Regions from separate parts of the Arabidopsis thaliana genome. Here region 1 is linked to region 2. Evidence: chromatin contacts called from public capture Hi-C data. All regions are on one chromosome and are shown on one strand. Each heading gives the region's core, a stretch centred on a gene start, on an enhancer-like site or on the middle of the called end of the contact. The rest is flanking DNA. Distances are from core to core; before and after follow the strand shown.

Region 1 (5,316 bases), core at 1,188-3,687, 110 kb after region 2:
TCAAACAAAATTCATTGTATAACTCGTGAAAAAGGTATATGTAAGTTTATGTTGTATGACGAGAAAAATCACACGACGTCAATATGTGAATGCAAGATCTGCACTTTAAATTTTGTTATAAGATCTAGGGATATGGTCTAGATTCTCATCGTATGAGCCTAATGATTTTAGGATTGAAGTAATCGACGATTTGGATTTGTATTAACGAACTGAAAAATGAGAGTACAAAAGAGATCTCTTTAGACATGACAAATTTTTTTTGTTGAGTATTTTTCTGACTAAACATTACACCCAAAAAACATAAGTATTCTTTCTGGCTGTAACCATACGTTTTTCTTCATGTCTCCCCTTCTCCTTTTAAACGTACTAGTTCGCAGTTCAAACACCACCTCGATCTTCGATTACATTTTAATTGAGAAGGACAAATATTTTATTTTATTTTTTGGGTTTTAAATTTTAAAGATAGGACTGGCTAGATGGTTAAGGTTGTGACAAAATTTTCTTAATGTTGAGGAGAACATTTTCGTTACAAATTAAGATAATCAGATAAATATGTGGTGATTTGCAACTTCCGTACCTTATCATTATTCATGGTGTTGGTGGACTATTCCCGAAGTTTTAGCGACAAACGCAACTCCCGTACCTTATCATCACTAATATAATATGATTTTGAATTTATGGATAAGTCTAGTGACATATATAGTGCAAATGGTTGTCTCAAATAAAGAAGCTGAAAGAATTGAAACAATATTCAACTAGTCTTTTATCATTTGAGATGAAAAAGTTGAAAAACATTATTCAACTTAAAAATTGAAAAAATAGCAAGTTATAAAGAAAAGTTGTTCAACTTGTTCACTACAATTTGAATGATATTGAATGATATTCAATCCTAAATGATTTTTATTCCATTCAATTTTAGGCAACCATTCGTACCCATACAGAAAGCAACATATATGATACTGATTGACAAAACCACTTCGAAATGGTTGCTCCACACAAACAAGAATATGAGAAGGGCCTACACAACGATATTAATTACTGTTAATTTTTGTTTTTGTCTGCCTGCATTTAGAATATGGACAATATCTCTTCCCGGAATTTGCCATACAATCACAACAATTAAAGCAGCGTACCATACCATCTAAATAACAGCATTAATGGCTACCAATCTCTTATTTTTTAGGTTAGAGTTTAGATCTACTTTTTAAAACCTGATTAGCTTGTTCCCTCTACAACTATAATTAGGGGTGGACGAAATTTTCGTCAGGGAAATAAAACCAAATTGAATCAAACAGAAATAAAACCTATATACGTTTTAAAAATTGGTTTAATTATTTGATCGCTTGTCTGTTTGTTCTCTGAAGTTTAGTTTATACAACCAACATTGATATGTGTATTTTAAGGGATGATCATTTTCAGTTCTGTTTGGTTAATCCGGTTTTAGTAAAGCTGTTATTACCAAACTCTTACAAAAGTAATTCCGTTTTTTTTTTTGTTTTTTTTTTATTCTCGGTTTAAAATTCGTGAGCAAGTTATACATAGGTTGATGACACAAAACATGATATGGTGCTGATGGAACTAAAGTTTCCATGCTAGTTAGATCAGCAAAACGCATCAACCATAAACTATAAATGGCCAAGATTATGTCACAAACATCCAGGTACATAATTCAGAATAAACTTTTTATTACAAATTTTACGTCCTAACAAGTAACAAGTAACAGAGAGCTCAAAAAAAAAATATGCATACAGTTATCGACATGGCTATTTTGTATCACTTTTAAGGATTTCACGTAAACAACGTCCAGGTACATGATTCAGAATTCTACACTACCCTTTGTTTGAGGAAGCGACACATGCTTAATGCTTTTGGCCTTTTGCCAAGTGTATCAAGAATGGTATAAACTACAAGTTGACAATATATTTTAGGCGAATGATTTCAATGGTGGTAGTACTGGGACGATACACTTGTAACATTTCAAACAATGCAGTGACAACACAACAGAACACAACACAACACAACATATTTTCCTTTGATCTTGAGACCATGCATCAATTGCAGCTATCATCTTTTCCACATACTCAGATCTAGACAACCAAGATAAGTAATCTCTATTTAAATAAACAAGCATAATGTAGAAAAAGTTATCCAGAAACAACAACTCTAGTCACATATAAAATTTGGCATGGCCTCTGTAGAAGATAGCAAGAATGCTTCATTTCACTATTGCATCAAGGACACAAAAGTTAGTTTAAAAAAAAAAAAGGAGAAGATAATGTCAAACATATACGTGTGCAGATAGACACCATGCTTCATGTCATTATTGCATTTTTCTTCCCTCACAGCCCATCACCAAAGACCAAGAACACACACAAAAAACTTGTTTTAATGCGATTTTAATGTATTTCTCTTTACACAATCTTACTATTTTTTTTTTATATAAAACAGAACAAATTAGTAAGTTTATTATTTGTGAGGGTGTTTGATTTTAATTACATACCATATTAATAATTTTTGCTTGGGCCTGGACCACCCAAGTGTAAAGGATTATGAACAAAATCAAGAGCATTAAAAGCAACGTCCCTACCTTATCCGTGTTTGGTGATATTATCAAATTTTTGCAAAAGCAACGTACCCATCTTATCATTATTTTATAAAGATCCTATGTCTATCCGTAAATGGACTAATCTTTAGACACACAGAGAATATAATGAGTTTGAAAATAAAGTTTCTGCTTCTGCTTGTCTTGTATCATCATGTTGATTCTGCCTCTATCGTCAAGTTTCTTCCTGGTTTTGAAGGCCCTCTTCCTTTCGAACTTGAAACCGGGTTTGTAATTTTTTTTTTTTTTAACCAATGCATTTATTTGTGTATGTAAACAAGCATTCTTCTTAATGAAGGTACATTGGTATTGGTGAGGACGAGAATGTGCAATTTTTCTACTATTTCATCAAATCTGAAAACAATCCAAAAGAAGATCCTCTTCTTATATGGTTAAATGGAGGACCTGGATGTTCTTGTCTTGGTGGTATTATTTTTGAGAACGGTAAATCTTATAATAATAAATTTTTAATATATAATATATATATATCTATATATGTATTTATTTATTTATTTTTTCTTCTTTCGCTAAGCACTACTTTCACCGAGTTATTTAAATTGGTAAAAAAACAAAAATTTAGGACCGGTGGGTTTGAAGTTTGAGGTGTTCAACGGAAGTGCTCCTTCTTTGTTCTCTACTACATATTCATGGACAAAGGTAGCCAATAGTATGTTCATCTGTCTATCACAAACCAAATGATACATTCTTCATCCTTGAAATTTTGTGTCAATTAAAAAAGCAAAAATAAGAAAGAAAAAAAAAAACAAATTTGTGTCAATTTCTCAGATGGCAAACATTATATTCTTGGATCAGCCAGTAGGATCTGGCTTCTCCTACTCAAAAACTCCAATTGATAAAACTGGTGACATAAGTGAAGTAAAGAGGACCCATGAGTTTCTTCAAAAGGTAATAAGAGAAACTTGAAAACGTGTCTTAAAAGCATTTTTCTCTATTTGCATTGAATTTCTTGTGAATGTTGGAATTCTCTTGGTGTAAAGTTATCATCTTATTTAATGTCCAAGTGTTCCAAGCTTAACACATTCTAATTTTTTATTTGAACCAAGCGGTTGAGGTGTTTTTTAAAAATTCTGCGTATACGATTGTCTCATTGATTATAACATCCACATCTCGACTGCATTTTTTTTGTTTTTTTTTTGTAGTGGCTAAGCAGGCATCCACAATATTTCTCCAACCCTTTATATGTAGTTGGAGATTCTTATTCCGGTATGATTGTCCCGGCCCTCGTTCAAGAAATCTCACAAGGTATGGTTTTATCATATCAGTCAATTAAAGTCCACTTTTCTTCGAATATCATTTAATCCATTTTGTTACTTTTAAACAATATCGACAACGGTGCAGGAAATTATATATGTTGCGAACCTCCTATAAATCTACAGGTCATTGATCTTTGATTTACTTCTTGTATCATACATAATTTTTCGAACAATAAATATTGATAGTAAAATATATTTTCTTACCAAAACAAAAACAGGGTTATATGCTTGGAAACCCTGTAACATATATGGACTTTGAACAAAACTTCCGCATTCCATATGCTTATGGTATGGGATTAATCTCCGACGAAATCTATGAGGTATGAAATAAGGCATGCTTATATTGTCACTAGAGAGTTTAAATATTTGACGAATCGATATACTACAAGAAAAACATTGATTTCTTATAGCCAAAAACGTCGGAAAATGGTAAGAAACAGGTTATTTCTACAATTTTCCTACGAAAAATATTGGTAGTAAATGTTCCATAGGAAATAAATATTGGTAGGAATTTGGTAGGAAATGTCTCGAGAGTCTTGCTCTGAGTTTTACTTATATGGTAGCAAATGTCTCGCGAGTCTTGCTCTGAGTTTTGCTTATATTGTATCCTATAATAACATGATTGAAACTTGCCATTTCGAAGCCTCAAACGAAATAATACTGTTCGAAACTTTCATCAAAAATAATAATAATAATTTTTTTTTTTTTTTTCAAAGAATAATAATAATTGTTCAAAACTCTTTTGTTGCAGCCAATGAAGAGAATCTGCAACGGAAATTATTACAATGTGGATCCATCTAACACACAATGTTTGAAACTTACTGAAGAATATCATAAGGTACATCACACTCAGAAATTTGGTCGATACTTTTATTTATTTATTGTTCTTTTATATATCATTACTAATTCCGATTTTTGTTTATCCACAGTGCACTGCCAAAATAAATATCCATCACATATTAACACCAGATTGCGATGTAACCAATGTAACATCTCCTGATTGTTATGTAAGTAATATCTCTTTCCTCCAAAAATAATTTTTTGACAGATTTTGAAAACCTATTTATGTAAAGTACCTCAGCTGCAACCATCTATTTAGTTATAAAAACTAAGAACGTACTAAAAATGGATGAAATCAAATGTAAAACTATGTGTGGATATATTTTGACATTTCAAAGAAACATATTTACAAGGTTGCTTTTGCAGTATTATCCATATCATCTCATTGAATGTTGGGCTAACGACGAGAGCGTTCGCGAAGCTCTTCATATTGAAAAGGTATATGCCAAGTTTAAATTTAAGATTATTGATCAAGGAAGTTTCTAAATTTAAATTAAGGACGATCTATGATTACAGGGTAGTAAAGGAAAATGGGCGCGATGTAATCGGACTATTCCATACAATCACGACATTGTAAGCAGCATACCATATCACATGAAT
Region 2 (5,473 bases), core at 770-3,269:
TGAGGTAATAGAGGGATCGAGAGATTAGTTGTCTCTTGCCTGTCATTTCTCCAATAGATTATTAGACTAACTCACGTGCTTTTTATTTTGAAAGGCTGATTATTTCAACACTTCCAACAAAACTTTATGAGTACGTATATATAAAATAAATTAATGAGTTTTCTTAACCTAGATTACCATGGTTGCACAAGACACTAGACCCTCAAAAGAGTCAGCTGTGTCTCTCTCAATAACTATTCGCAAGCACTTTATTTTCTTAAGAGTATAAATTTTGCAAATATATATCTAATTAAAGGGGTCTATATTTCAATTATATTCTTATATGTGTAACTCATTGGAAATAACATGCTTCTGTGTTAATATTACCAGTGTATGGTAAAAAATAAAATAGAATGAGCGATATACTGAAAAATCTAGTGATGATTTCTATGTATCTAGTGATAGAATAGACGAGAACTATTTTTCCAACGAAAACGTAACTCATTAGTTCATATGTTTTCTTTTCTTTTCTAAAAGAAATAATCTTAATTATTTATGTGCATATGTGTGTGTGTGTTATTTATAGATAAGCCCTAGCCAATCACATTCTAAATATGTATTATATTAGAAAGTCTTATATATATGTTTATATAGATCATAATTTTTCTTTCTTTCTGAAATGTAATTTTGATAAAGTGATTGTACATTTTGGTTTCTTTTCTACCTACCCATTAAAATTGACAAGTTGTAAGTTGTAACAATGTCATAACCAATAGTTGATACCTCAGAAACATGTCATAACCAATAGTCCAATACTATATCAAATACAAAAACAAATCAAGGGAAGATCTTGGGTTGGCGCAATACTAACAAGTAACAAGTGAGAAAAAAAAGTAATGAAAGAAAATACATTTTTCTATATATATGAACAATGATTGAACCCACCATATATTGAGGATGAATGCAAATTCTTTGTTTATTTCTGATTAGCGACCGTTGTTTAAAATGAACAAGATATAATTGTTTGAATACATTCTTGTTGGCAATATATAGGGAAGATTTAAGAAGATGATATTATTAGGTATTCATGAAGATTTCGTAATCTTTTCTTAACCCTACATCAATATTAGTATTAAACCAAAGATCAAGGGAATAATATCTTATCAAAATGGAGAAAGATTATTTCTTAACTAGTTGATTGATGTGAACAAAATAAAATAAAAACTAGTTGATTAATCATACACAATTACAAATTATATACAGTATGTATCTTTGGTGGAATCTAGCTCCCCTCAAGCCCTCTAAGGATCCTTCATCACTGAAGACTCTTTTACGATCTGACTCTCCCTTTCTGTTTTGTTTTGTTTGTATATATTATGTGTTTATTTGTGTATATATAATATGTCTATTTGTCTTATAAAATCAAATATTTTAAACTAATTTTTCTTGTTAATAGAAGTAAAAATAAAAAAATAAAAATAAATTATAACTAGCAATTTTCATTACAAGATAAAAATCTTATTTCATAGGGTCAAATTCGTTGGTAAATCTTCAGAAATGTGCTTTCAGATGGATTTCCGAAGGATTATTGTCATTAGCTTAAAGTGGTCAAAAATCCATGTATTTCGAAATATCTTTGAAAATTTCCGAGAGTTTTTCGAAAAACTAATATTTCCGACGGTTTTTGAAGAGATTTTCGAGAAACAATGCTTTTGAGGGATTTCCAGAAAAAATAAAATTAGAAGAATTTCTAAGAAACAAATTTGTCCAGGAGATTTTCGAAAGACAAATATTTCCAAGAAATATATTATTTAAATTCTTAGAAAATTCGCACAATTATCATTATTCGATCCTAAATATTCATATTTAGTAATAGATACACATTGGCATCAAAATCTTTGAGAGTATTATCAGTATCAATCAATCTAATGTATTATTATTTTTAATTAATATTATCAACCAGTATCTATTTGTATTTGATTGCCTTTCACGCCTGCACATAAAATTCAGAGTCGTCGTATATATGTATAAAAATATAATCGTGTTTAGCCATTAGCACATGAGCAAGTCCAAATCTCCCTCTCTCTCTCTCTATCTATCTCTCTATAGAAGGTAAACTTCAACTTCATCTTTCTTAGACTGCTTAAATTTCTCAAATTCTTGTAAAGCTTTTGGAATTCAAGAAATATTAATGTTATATAATTTCATTTTCTTGGGTTAATAGTTTCCTCATATGATTACCAATTTTCAGATTTTTTAACTAAGAAGCTAGCGATCATGGCCACAGCGATGAACGTTTTCTCTACCAAATGGTCCTCCGAATTGGTATATTTCTATACACACATACATACATATTTATGTGTGCCTCTCTTTCCTCATATGATTTTGTATATATATAAAATCTATATTCATGTTCTTTTAACCTACTTTTTCTTAGGCAAATTTCACGAATCTTTATTATTTGCTTTTCGTATAGGATATAGAAGAATATAGTATCATCCACCAATTCCACATGAACTCACTCGTCGGAGATGTTCCACAGTCTCTCTCATCTCTTGATGATACCACCACTTGTTATAACCTTGATGCTTCTTGTAATAAAAGTTTGGTAGAAGAAAGACCTTCAAAGATCCTCAAGACCACTCACATATCACCAAACTTACATCCTTTTTCTTCTTCTAATCCTCCTCCTCCAAAGCACCAGCCCTCTTCTAGGATTCTTTCTTTTGAAAAGACAGGTTTACATGTTATGAATCACAACTCTCCAAACTTAATATTTAGCCCCAAGGACGAAGAAATTGGATTACCAGAGCATAAGAAAGCCGAGCTGATAATAAGAGGGACAAAGAGAGCTCAATCCTTGACTCGAAGCCAATCAAATGCTCAAGATCACATACTGGCAGAGAGAAAACGGAGAGAGAAGCTTACTCAAAGATTTGTAGCTCTTTCCGCGCTAATTCCTGGCCTAAAGAAGGTACACATATGTAAAAATAAATCTTCTCTTCTTCTTCTTGTTTAATAAAGAGGCGCATACCAACCAAATGATAGTGTAGTCTTTTCTTAAATAATTCTATTTTGCTAGGCAAGAAACCAATTTTCATGGACAGTATTCACTCTTTTCTTATACCCACAATGAAAGTTTTGACTTCAGATCTCCCGGTTATGAGACTAAATTATTTGACCAGGACCGACTTTGTGAAACTCGAAATATACTAAAACAAATCCTCTATATATAAGAATTATTACTTTTTTACAAATCATTTGCAGTTCCGGCTTGAAGGTTTTTCATTTCGATTAAATATAAATATATTTACATGCTATATATTGAAATATGCATCTATGTCATTATAGATGGACAAGGCTTCTGTGTTGGGAGATGCAATAAAGCATATAAAGTACCTCCAAGAGAGTGTGAAAGAGTATGAGGAACAAAAGAAGGAAAAGACAATGGAATCAGTGGTTCTTGTAAAGAAGTCTAGTCTGGTTTTAGATGAAAATCATCAACCATCATCATCATCTTCCTCAGATGGAAATCGCAATAGCTCGAGCTCAAATCTTCCAGAAATAGAAGTTAGGGTTTCAGGAAAAGATGTTCTTATTAAGATCCTATGCGAGAAGCAAAAGGGTAATGTGATCAAGATTATGGGGGAGATTGAAAAGCTTGGTTTGTCTATCACCAACAGCAATGTCTTGCCCTTTGGACCCACTTTTGACATCTCTATTATCGCTCAGGTAACTATATATTTTCTCATATAAGCTACAACATAACTTTATTCTAGTATTCAACATAAATATATATATCGTGTGACAACATAAATCAATTCTATAGATAATGTACATGTTTCAGAATTAGTATGACTTTGGACTTAAATATTCTAGTATTCGAAAATTCTAATGATATAGTTTATTCTTTGCAGAAGAATAACAATTTTGATATGAAAATCGAGGATGTTGTGAAGAACTTGAGTTTTGGCTTATCAAAGCTCACTTAATTGGTTTCACGTTACATACATATACACATTCATCATCGATTTCTCCGATCGAAGAATCCAAAATCAGTTTTTCCATGAAAGTGGTTTTTTAGTTGTTAAGTTTGTTGTATGGAGATTCTTAAGTCATTTAAAGATCCTTGTTCTTGTGTTGTTAAGTGTGCTTTAAGATGCATATCATCAAATGTTTAGTAATTATTTCTCTCCAGTTTCATTTGGGACGGAATTTTTTTCGCAGTTGTTGGATATATATTTCCTGCGATGTAAAGCATTTCGTTAGTTTAATAAACGTCCGATATGTTTCTTTGTATTTTGATAAGCTTTTCTGTCAATTATAGTCACTACGATATATTTATATGATAATTACTGTTAAAATGGTTGAGTAGTTTACTGTTTACGATAATATTTGTCTTTCAAACCATCTATGTTTGATATATTATGGAATTTACAGGTGAATAACGAAAGAACTGAATAAACTAAACGAGAGAAATTTTTCGTATAATACTTATGAAAGGCTAAAAAAAACTAGTTTTAATAAATTAATCACATTTTTTTAACACGATAGTGGTATACGATATAGTGAAAACACAAAATTAAATAAATATTTTGAATGGTAATTATAAGTAACGGAATCACGTTTTCAAAACGTGAACTAGTTGTGTATACATTCAAACCCTATATAGATGACATTGTAGGAAAGATTACGAAAATGCCTTCTGTGAAATATAGGAAGATTATATCAATGTAAATGTATATAAAATCAAACTCAAACAAAAAAAAAAACTCTTCAATCTTAACTAAAGTATGTATATACTCCATAGAGTTTGATATATCGCAAACGGAAATTTTAATAAACTGTTATAATCAGGTTTAATTAGGACGCATTTGGATTCAGTCTTTTTCATTAAAAATATTTTGGTCAGTTCACGAGCATTTTGTCAAAACCGTGTAATGACTTATGAGTTATGTCTATGTGATAAAATGTGTATTAAAAGTGAAAATAAAATCAATTTTTCATGCAATACTTTTTCAGTCGCACCTTTTCATTTGCTAATCATTATGTTTTTTAAATTTATTTAATTAAATATAGTCAAAAGTAACGTTTTAAAACGAGGACCGAAATTAGAAACCTTCAGTTGGCTAGATTTAAGAAAAAAGTCATAAAGCAGACAACTTTTACCAAAGCATGAAGGAGTGTTTGAGATTCTATACGTATATTAATCTATTGAAATTTTTTAGTTTTATGTATGAGAAAATTCACACATTATCAGAATGTACATATACATATATAGCTTTCTAGAAACTATAGCAATTGAATCCAAAGAAAAAACTATAATCGTAAAACAAAAACAAAAACAAAAAATATTTAATTGAATTGAAAACGTGGGAGTAGACCTCAATTTTATAAGTAATTAAACTAATTTCCACTCCCCATGATTTAGTTCACATCTTACGGAAAAAAGTAAAAAGCAAAAGTTATAGTTATAGTGGAAATTCCTTAAAAA

The links. Capture Hi-C pulls out chosen DNA fragments and counts their contacts.
Region 1: a contact with region 2 is called in a capture Hi-C map of root, with 2.5 times the contacts expected there. The contact joins the promoter of SNG1 here to the promoter of AT2G22750 in region 2. A contact is called at or near these places in 3 of 26 Hi-C or Micro-C datasets (callus, root and seed embryo) and 2 of 3 other capture datasets (root and seedling).

What each region holds. Positions count from the first base shown.
Region 1 is chr2:9,783,683-9,788,998 of TAIR10.1, forward strand. SNG1 (sinapoylglucose 1) reads left to right here and starts at 2,438. Exons shown (of 14, transcript NM_179703.2): 1 at 2,438-2,829; 2 at 2,901-3,046; 3 at 3,183-3,259; 4 at 3,389-3,508; 5 at 3,763-3,865; 6 at 3,962-3,999; 7 at 4,095-4,196; 8 at 4,628-4,714; 9 at 4,806-4,883; 10 at 5,083-5,154; 11 at 5,233-5,316. The coding sequence starts at 2,711.
Region 2 is chr2:9,669,654-9,675,126 of TAIR10.1, forward strand. AT2G22750 (basic helix-loop-helix (bHLH) DNA-binding superfamily protein) reads left to right here and starts at 2,020. Exons shown (of 5, transcript NM_001335820.1): 1 at 2,020-2,091; 2 at 2,231-2,304; 3 at 2,456-2,953; 4 at 3,331-3,711; 5 at 3,897-4,251. The coding sequence starts at 2,257. The coding sequence ends at 3,971.